Regions from separate parts of the Macaca mulatta genome. Here region 1 is linked to region 2. The links are chromatin contacts, called in public Hi-C maps. All regions are on one chromosome and are shown on one strand. Each heading gives the region's core, a stretch centred on a gene start, on an enhancer-like site or on the middle of the called end of the contact. The rest is flanking DNA. Distances are from core to core; before and after follow the strand shown.

Region 1 (3,899 bases), core at 562-3,061, 71 kb before region 2:
TTTTCATCTGCCTCATCACTAATGAATTCATCCCAGATGCTTTTATTCAAATCACTGGAATTTTCTTGAACTGGACTTCGATATTCATACCAGAAGTCTGTGCCAATGGAGGCTGCCATGTAGATGGTGGAAATGAGGCTAAGCACACAAGCAATTACAAATGCTGTAGCAAAACGGTTATCCATTCTGGCATTCAGACTGCTCTGTTTAAAAGTTGAAGAAAGAAGAAAGTTAGTCTTAAAGGACAAATAAGAAAGACTATTTTGAATTATTCCAAATGCACCCTTTACCCAATTCCCCATCCCTTCGTACATATAACCATTAAGAATTTTTTTTTTAGAAAGCAAGCATGTTTTTAATTAAGCTTAAAACAAAACTCATTCTCATAAAAGTACTTATTGAATGCTCACATACCCAGGATGCTACGGAGACAGAGGTCTTGTTCTCTAGTCTATCACCTGCATACTAAAACAGACAACACTGAAATGGACATACACATTACAGATACAAACAATAGACATGCCCATGGTCAGCAGTGTTACCGTGCACACATTTTAAATCACAGACTGAATTTTTGCACGAGCTGCAGAGGATTAAGTGTTCTGGGTTTGAGTGTTAAAAAGACACAGGAAAAAGCAGTGGCAATTGGCTTCTCCCAGTTTCCTCTGAAGAGGGAAGCCTCCTAAAACAAAGGTAAGAGTCAGGAGCCATACGGAAAACAGAGTTGAAGATGTTTGTTAACCCCGAGGGAAAGGTTGTTCTAGGTGTATAAAATAGCAAAGAGAACAATAACATATAATAATGCTAGATAGCAATCTCTCCCTAATCCATTAAAGCTAAGCCACGCTTCTTTACGCTGCCAAATGCTTCACTCCTATCTACTCTCCCTATTCCTTATACTTCTGAACCTCCTCAACTGAAACCTTGCTCTCTCCCTAAACCCTAAGTGCAACATATGTCCGCAAAAACTAAATGATCCCTCCTCAGCCAGACAGAAAACTCTCAAAATATCAACACTCCCAAGGCGTGGACAGGGCTCAACGGCAGTAGTAAATGGCCGCGGTAAAATGACTCAAGGCGGATCGCGCTGAGCCAAATACTACACGGCAAGTATACACCGTGACCGCACCAAACACCTTACAAAGGTGCACGAAAACAGACTCGCAAACTGGGGTTGCTGAGTTTGGAAAATTGGAAGTGACTCAGGAAAGGTAAGGGCAATGACAACGATAACTCAAAAAGTTGGATTTGCATTTTGATTTTTTAAAAATCCCCCCTTCATCCTGGTGCTCTCAAATGACCTTAAAGGGTCCCAGCACTGGGAACGGCGGTTCATCGAAGCCGGACGCCTGGAGCGGTCACCTCCCGGGCCTCACAGCGGGGCCGGAGAAGGCCAGGGCTGGGGCGGGGCAGTCGTGTGCGGCCCCCATCCAGAGTCCCCCAGTACCCGACCAGGCCCCGCCCTAGAGGGCTCGGCCCAGGGACAAACCCGCCGCTCGGAACCCGCCCAGTCCCGACCACGCCCGGGAAGGGGGCCCCTCTTCAAACCGCCGGGAACATCGAACCGCGACGCGACCCCCGCCCAGCGACGCAGGTCCCGCTCACTCACCGCCCATCCTCCTGCTCCGCCAGCTTCACCCTCTAGCTCAGACCACAGCACCCTACTCTCCCCGCGCCTCCTCTGACGCACTTCCCTGCAGAGCCCGCCCCCTCCATAACTCCCGCGCCTCCGCCTCCGCCCCCACTCCGGGCCGGGCCGCGGCCCGGGACCGAGGGGCCTTGTGGGAGTTGTAGGAGGGACAGACTGAAAGCTGTCTGAGGCGGCGATAGGCATCCTGGCGCCGCGCGCGGCGCATTGTGGGAGATGTAGTTCAGCTCCTCAGGGCAAGCCGGTGCGCAGAAGGGAAGTCTAGGCTGTTGGATTCTTGCATTTTAGGGAGGAAGGAACAATGGTCCAGAAAGTAAAGCGGACCGGTTTCCGGTCACCTCTAGTCAATGACCGTGACCTGTATAACTTAGGTCTGACTTTTAGGCCTGTGCTTTCCCTATCACACCACCCTGCCTCTAGATTTAAGTATAAATGAACAAAAATGGGATTCTACTTGTGAAACGTTGACCCATTTTATTTCCCTCTCCCAGAATCCCTCCCATTGGAGCAGAGTCCTTCTCGTTTTACTGCATAAGTTTAGGCTAAGAAGTATGTGACCTGGCAGACAGTATCCATCAAGAATGTAATGACATTATTTGGGTTTCATAAAATGTGTGTTTGTAGCTGCCTATTTTTTATGACAAGTGATACTAGTTTTCTATTGCAGTAATGTTGTTCCTTTTAAATTTTTTTCATTTAATTTTAAAAATATTAATAATACTGAGCATACCAGATATGTCAAAAAATGAATAAAAAATTGTGGGTATAGTAGGAAAAAGACTGAAATTTGGGGAACATCACTCAAGTAGATAAGGTCAAGGACAGCATTGGAGATTGCAGATGATGTGTGGCACACAGGACACAATGTTTCTGAGCCCTCAGGTTTAACACAGAAATTCACGGACAGGAAGCAGGTACATCTTAACAATAACATGAGTGGAACTATTAACGTGGCCTGGGACCAGCAAATGGTGGATTTCTCAACGGTAACCTACAGAGAAAACTGACTCGAGGACCAGAGGGGCTCTCAAACCTCCACTCCGTCCCCTAATGCCTTGTAATTTAGCACAGGAGAAAGATGGGAGCTTCAAGTTGATACTAAATTTCTACCACTTTGACAGATTAAAGGCATGGTATGTTTCTCTATCTGTAGTTACATTTCTTTCACCTGAGTGAACCGATATTCATATGCAGTACATAATAAGCTAGTAGCCAAATATATTCTAACATGACTCTGGATTTTTACATACAGCATACAGTCAAAAAAAATTTGTCAGTGGCGGAGGGGCACAGGCAAATTGTCAGTGTGTAGTAAGACGCATAAATGCCTTTATACTCCAGGAAATGTCTTCATCCGTTAGCCTTCATTAGAAATCCCCTACTTTCCGCCGGGCGTGGTGGCTCACGCCTGTAATCTCAGCCCTTTGGGAGGCCGAGGCTGGCAGATCACGAGGTCAGGAGATGGAGACCATCCTGGCTAACACGGTGAAAACCCGTATCTACTAAAAGTACAAAAAAATTAGCCGGGCATGGTGGTGGGCGCCTGCAGTCCCAGCTATTTGGGAGGCTGAGGCAGGAGAATCGCTTGAACCTGGGAGGCGAAGCTTGCAGTGAGCCAACATCGCGCCACTGCACTCCAGCCTGGGCGACAGAGCAAGACTCCGTCTCAACAAAAAAAAAAAAAGAGAAATCCCCTACTTTCGGATTTACCTCTCCACTGAGATCTTGTGGTCAGTAAACCAGGCAAAAGAGAAGTTTAAAGGAGAGTAAAGAAGAAACAACTTCAGTCTACAGATAAAGGAACTAGAGAGAGTAACTGACTTGGTAGCAAACTTGGATATTAGAGTAACTGACTGCCATGGTAGCACACTTGAATATACTCGTTTTGTGACTTTGGAGAATTAACCTTCTTTAAGTCTAGGTTGTCTTTTCTCGAAAATATGGATGTTGACAGTAGCATCTATCCCACATGATCATTGAGAAGATTGAGAAAATACATATACAATGCCCAGCACAGGACCTGAGGCTTAGGAAAGAATCATTAAATTATTAGTGTTTGCAAATATTCGTTGAACATCTACAATATTTGAGTAAGCTTAGTGAAAACAGCTTTTTGTTTTGTTTTGTTTTTTTTGTTTTGTTTTGTTTTTGTTTTTGTATTCTAACACAGTTCCAGTCAGTGTGGCTGGTTCATTTCAGCTCCTTCAGTGCCAAAGTAGGAGACGGGGACTGCTTCACTTTCTCTGCCTTC
Region 2 (3,516 bases), core at 621-3,120:
CGTGTATGAGCCTTACTACTAATTTTTTTTAAGGTACTAGGGTCACTGTAAGGACAATGTTTCATCAAAGTTCATGTTTGGCTTGTTTTATTTCTAAGAACATTTAGAGCTGGATGGGAGATAAGATGATCCAGTACAACCCTCATATATTCCAAATGAGAAAACTGAGGACCAGAGGGGCAAAATATCTCATCCAAGACCAAACTGCTGACGAGTGGCTGCAACAATTTATCTAAATGCTGCCTATGCTTCAGACAATATTCTAAGCACTTCACATATATTCCATCCATATATACGGGTAGTATGAGGATTAAATGAGATGAAATATATATATATTTCATAGATGGGAAAACAGCCATAAAAAAAGTAACTTCTGAGGGTCACACGGCTAGTCTAGTACTTGAGGTTGTGTCCTAGTTCAGTGGTCTTTGCTTGAAAACATTACAAGATGGAAAACTAGACTGAACTTCATTTAATATAGATGTAACAATATCACAGCTCAAAACAGGAGAAGTCAGGAATCCTTCAAGTTTCCACTCAAGATGTGGGGTTTCACTGTATGGGCAACACCACGGTCATGAATGTATGCCTCTATGAGAACTGGGTTCTGATGCTCATTGACATTAGAAGGGAAGACTTTCCTAGCAGGAAATCTGACGCGTGCATTTGGTAGTGCTACTGAGAAACCAATCAAATATATCTTGGGCAACAGTAAAAAGAAGTGGGAAGACTCTGACACAATGGCATCCTGGCTGGAGGAGTTTCGCCGACACTTAGCGCGCAGGAGATGAGTTCTTTCCATCTCCTAAAGAGGAAAAAGCGCAAATTCACCCAGAGAAGGAGACAAAATGTGTTCCATAATCTATTGAAATTTATGTTCAATAACGAACTTTGGACATCTAAGCTTGTTAGTTACAAATACCCCTTAAAAGTTCTAAAACAAACAAACAAAAAGCTGCTATGGAATTGCAAAGATTTTGAAATGCAGTACCACAGTGACAGCTGATCTGGGTCCACACCTGCAAGCAGAGGGCTGGTGACCCTTTCGTGTCCATCTTTTTATCAGCGGCCTCTAACCAAGCGGCCTCTCCGTGGGTACCCCCTACCTACCCCATCTCATATTGTGAACTATTACATTTTCTGTCTGCAATCTGGAACCTGACCCTTTTTCCCCCATCTCCACCTCCCGCCAAGGGCCGGCCTCCTTACCTTCCTTCCTCTCCCACCGGTCCACAGAAAAGCTGGCGCCCCCGTCTACCTGTGCCAGAGCCTGACACACCTGGGCCTGGGTCTCCAGGATCAACAGCTCCATCTTGGTCTTCATGTCGCCCGGCCTCCTTCGCAGCTCGCCCAGGTCGGTCACAGGCGGGGCCATGAAGCTGCTGCAGCGGCGGGCCAGCTCATCCTCCTCCTCCGGCCTCCCCAGCGAAGGGGCCCGCGTCCCCGAGCTCTTAGGCACCATCTCCGCCCGCTGCACATGCCCGAGGGCAGCGGCGGCCAGCCCCACCAACCCCGCCAGCGCCGCGGCCAGCCCTGTCCCCAGCCAGGGGCCGCCTCTCGCCGTCGGGCCGTGCCCCAGCCCGCGGCTCTGCTCCGTGCCAGCCGGGCCAGGGGGCCGGCAGATGCGTCTGGCTGCGCTGTGCTGGGACGAGGCTCGGAGCCCTCCGCCGCCGCACTGGGACCAGGCGCGGAGCCCTCTGCAGCCGCCCCGCGCCACGCGCCAGCAGGGGCCGACGCTCAGCCTGCCCAGCTGCAAGGCCATGCTCCCGCACTATCACCTGGGGCAGTGCCTGCGTCCCAGAGCCCGGCCTTTGAGCCGACCCACCCCGACCCCGGGAGTCCTGAGCCCGCGAGCCGCACAGGACGAAAGAACCTTTCGCGAAGAGCCACTGCAGCGTCGGGCTCCGGCGGCGGGGGCGGGAAGTGGGGCGTGCTGGGAGCTGTAGTCCGGATCCTATCGCCGCCTGCAGCGTCCCCGCGCGGGGCGGGAGATAAGAATCCGACGCGCCCAGAAGGGCTGGTCCGAAGGGAAGAGAGCGGGGCAGGGACGGTGCTGTAGAAGCTACGGGAGAGATAACAGAGGCTCTCTTGTCACGTACAACTTCGGGTCGGCTGTTTACTCAGCCAAGGAGAGAAGAGAGAGTCGGGCTGGGAGGCTGAGGGCGGACTGGGGCGGAAATGTGGCAGAGATCCCAGTCCCGCTTACATTTTCAAACAGGGTTTGCAGAATACAGAGCCTGGCTCAGGATGTATAGACTACAGACCTGCCCGTCGCTCTGGGTCCTGGTCCTCTAGAGTTTTCAGAGGGGATGGGCAGGCTGGGAAACTCCTTGCTTAAGGATGATTTTCTAAGGAGAGTGGGAGAAGCTAGTAATGGACTCGGAAGAGAATCTAGAAGACTTTCTGTGATCGAGTCCACATCACAGTTCTGTCCTTAAGATTTCCCCAGGCCGGAGCCGGCACGGTGGCTCACGCCAGTAATCCTAGCACTTTGGAAGGCCCAGGCGGGTGGATCAGATGAGGTCAGGAGTTCGAGACCAGCCTGGCCAACATGGTGAAACCCTGTCTGTACTAAAAATTAAAAAAAATTAAAAAATAAAAATAATAAAAGCTGGGTGTGAGGGCGTGCGCCTGTAGTCTCAGCTACTCGGGAGGCTGAGGCAGGAGAATTGCTTGAACCCGGGAGGCAGAGGTTGCAGTAAGCGGAGATCGCGCCACTGCACTCTAGCCTGGGTGACAGAGCGAGACTCTGTCTCAAAAAAAAAAAAAAAAGATTTCCCCAGGCCTTGCTTCTATAGTACCTACTTGATTATTTTAGAAAAAGGAAAAGCAACGTGACTGTTTTGGTTAACCAGTAGAAAATTCCTGTGTTTTGGTGATTAACAAATAATTTTTAAAATAGTTCTACTACTACTGTGGGGTGCTCCCAAATATTGCTCACATTTAATACTTAAAACAACTGCTATAAACTAGGCAGGGCAAATATCCACACTTCCTCCCACTCTGTCTCCCTTCCCCTACCCTTTAAAGACATGAGGAAAGAAGCTAACAGATTTGACAGGCAAGTCTTTGTCTCCCCTGTAACCATACCAGAGCTCCATGGTTCCTGGACATAAAAGTGTGAGAACTATTGTCATGGGCTAATTTGTCCCTTAAGTCTCCAGGATGGTTTTAATTTCTAGTAATAGATAATAATTTAAGCCACCGGTAGCTGTTCCCACAAGTGTTTTCTTAGTGGCAGGATGCACTGATGGAACTTCAATGGCTTTTGAGTCAGACCAATTGGCATCTTATCTACACACAACTGCACCTGGCAGCTCTTGCACTGGGACATGATGTTAGCAAGGTGGGTGTGCTTGCCCAAGCCTCACCACTGAGAATCACTGAAAAGTAAAGGCTTGGTTTTCGGGCATGCCCAAGATGGCCGAATAGGAACTTCAGCCTCCGGTTCCCAGCATGAGCAACACAGAAGATGGGTGATTTCTGCATTTTCAACTGAGGTACAGGGTTAATCTC

The links. Hi-C and Micro-C count contacts between places; a contact is called where the count stands out from the background.
Region 1: a Hi-C map of liver shows a contact between it and region 2, with 3 times the contacts expected there. The contact joins the promoter of CLDND1 here to the promoter of CPOX in region 2. A contact is called at or near these places in 2 of 14 Hi-C or Micro-C datasets (fetal cortex germinal zone and liver).

Annotation. Positions count from the first base shown.
Region 1 is chr2:185,045,647-185,049,545 of T2T-MMU8v2.0, reverse strand. It overlaps CLDND1 (claudin domain containing 1), which reads right to left and starts at 1,811. Exons shown (of 6, transcript NM_001265740.1): 1 at 1,610-1,811; 2 at 415-458; 3 at 1-203. The coding sequence starts at 1,616. It also overlaps the pseudogene LOC144339427.
Region 2 is chr2:184,975,055-184,978,570 of T2T-MMU8v2.0, reverse strand. It overlaps CPOX (coproporphyrinogen oxidase), which reads right to left and starts at 1,870. Exons shown (of 7, transcript XM_001088605.5): 1 at 1,210-1,870. The coding sequence starts at 1,762.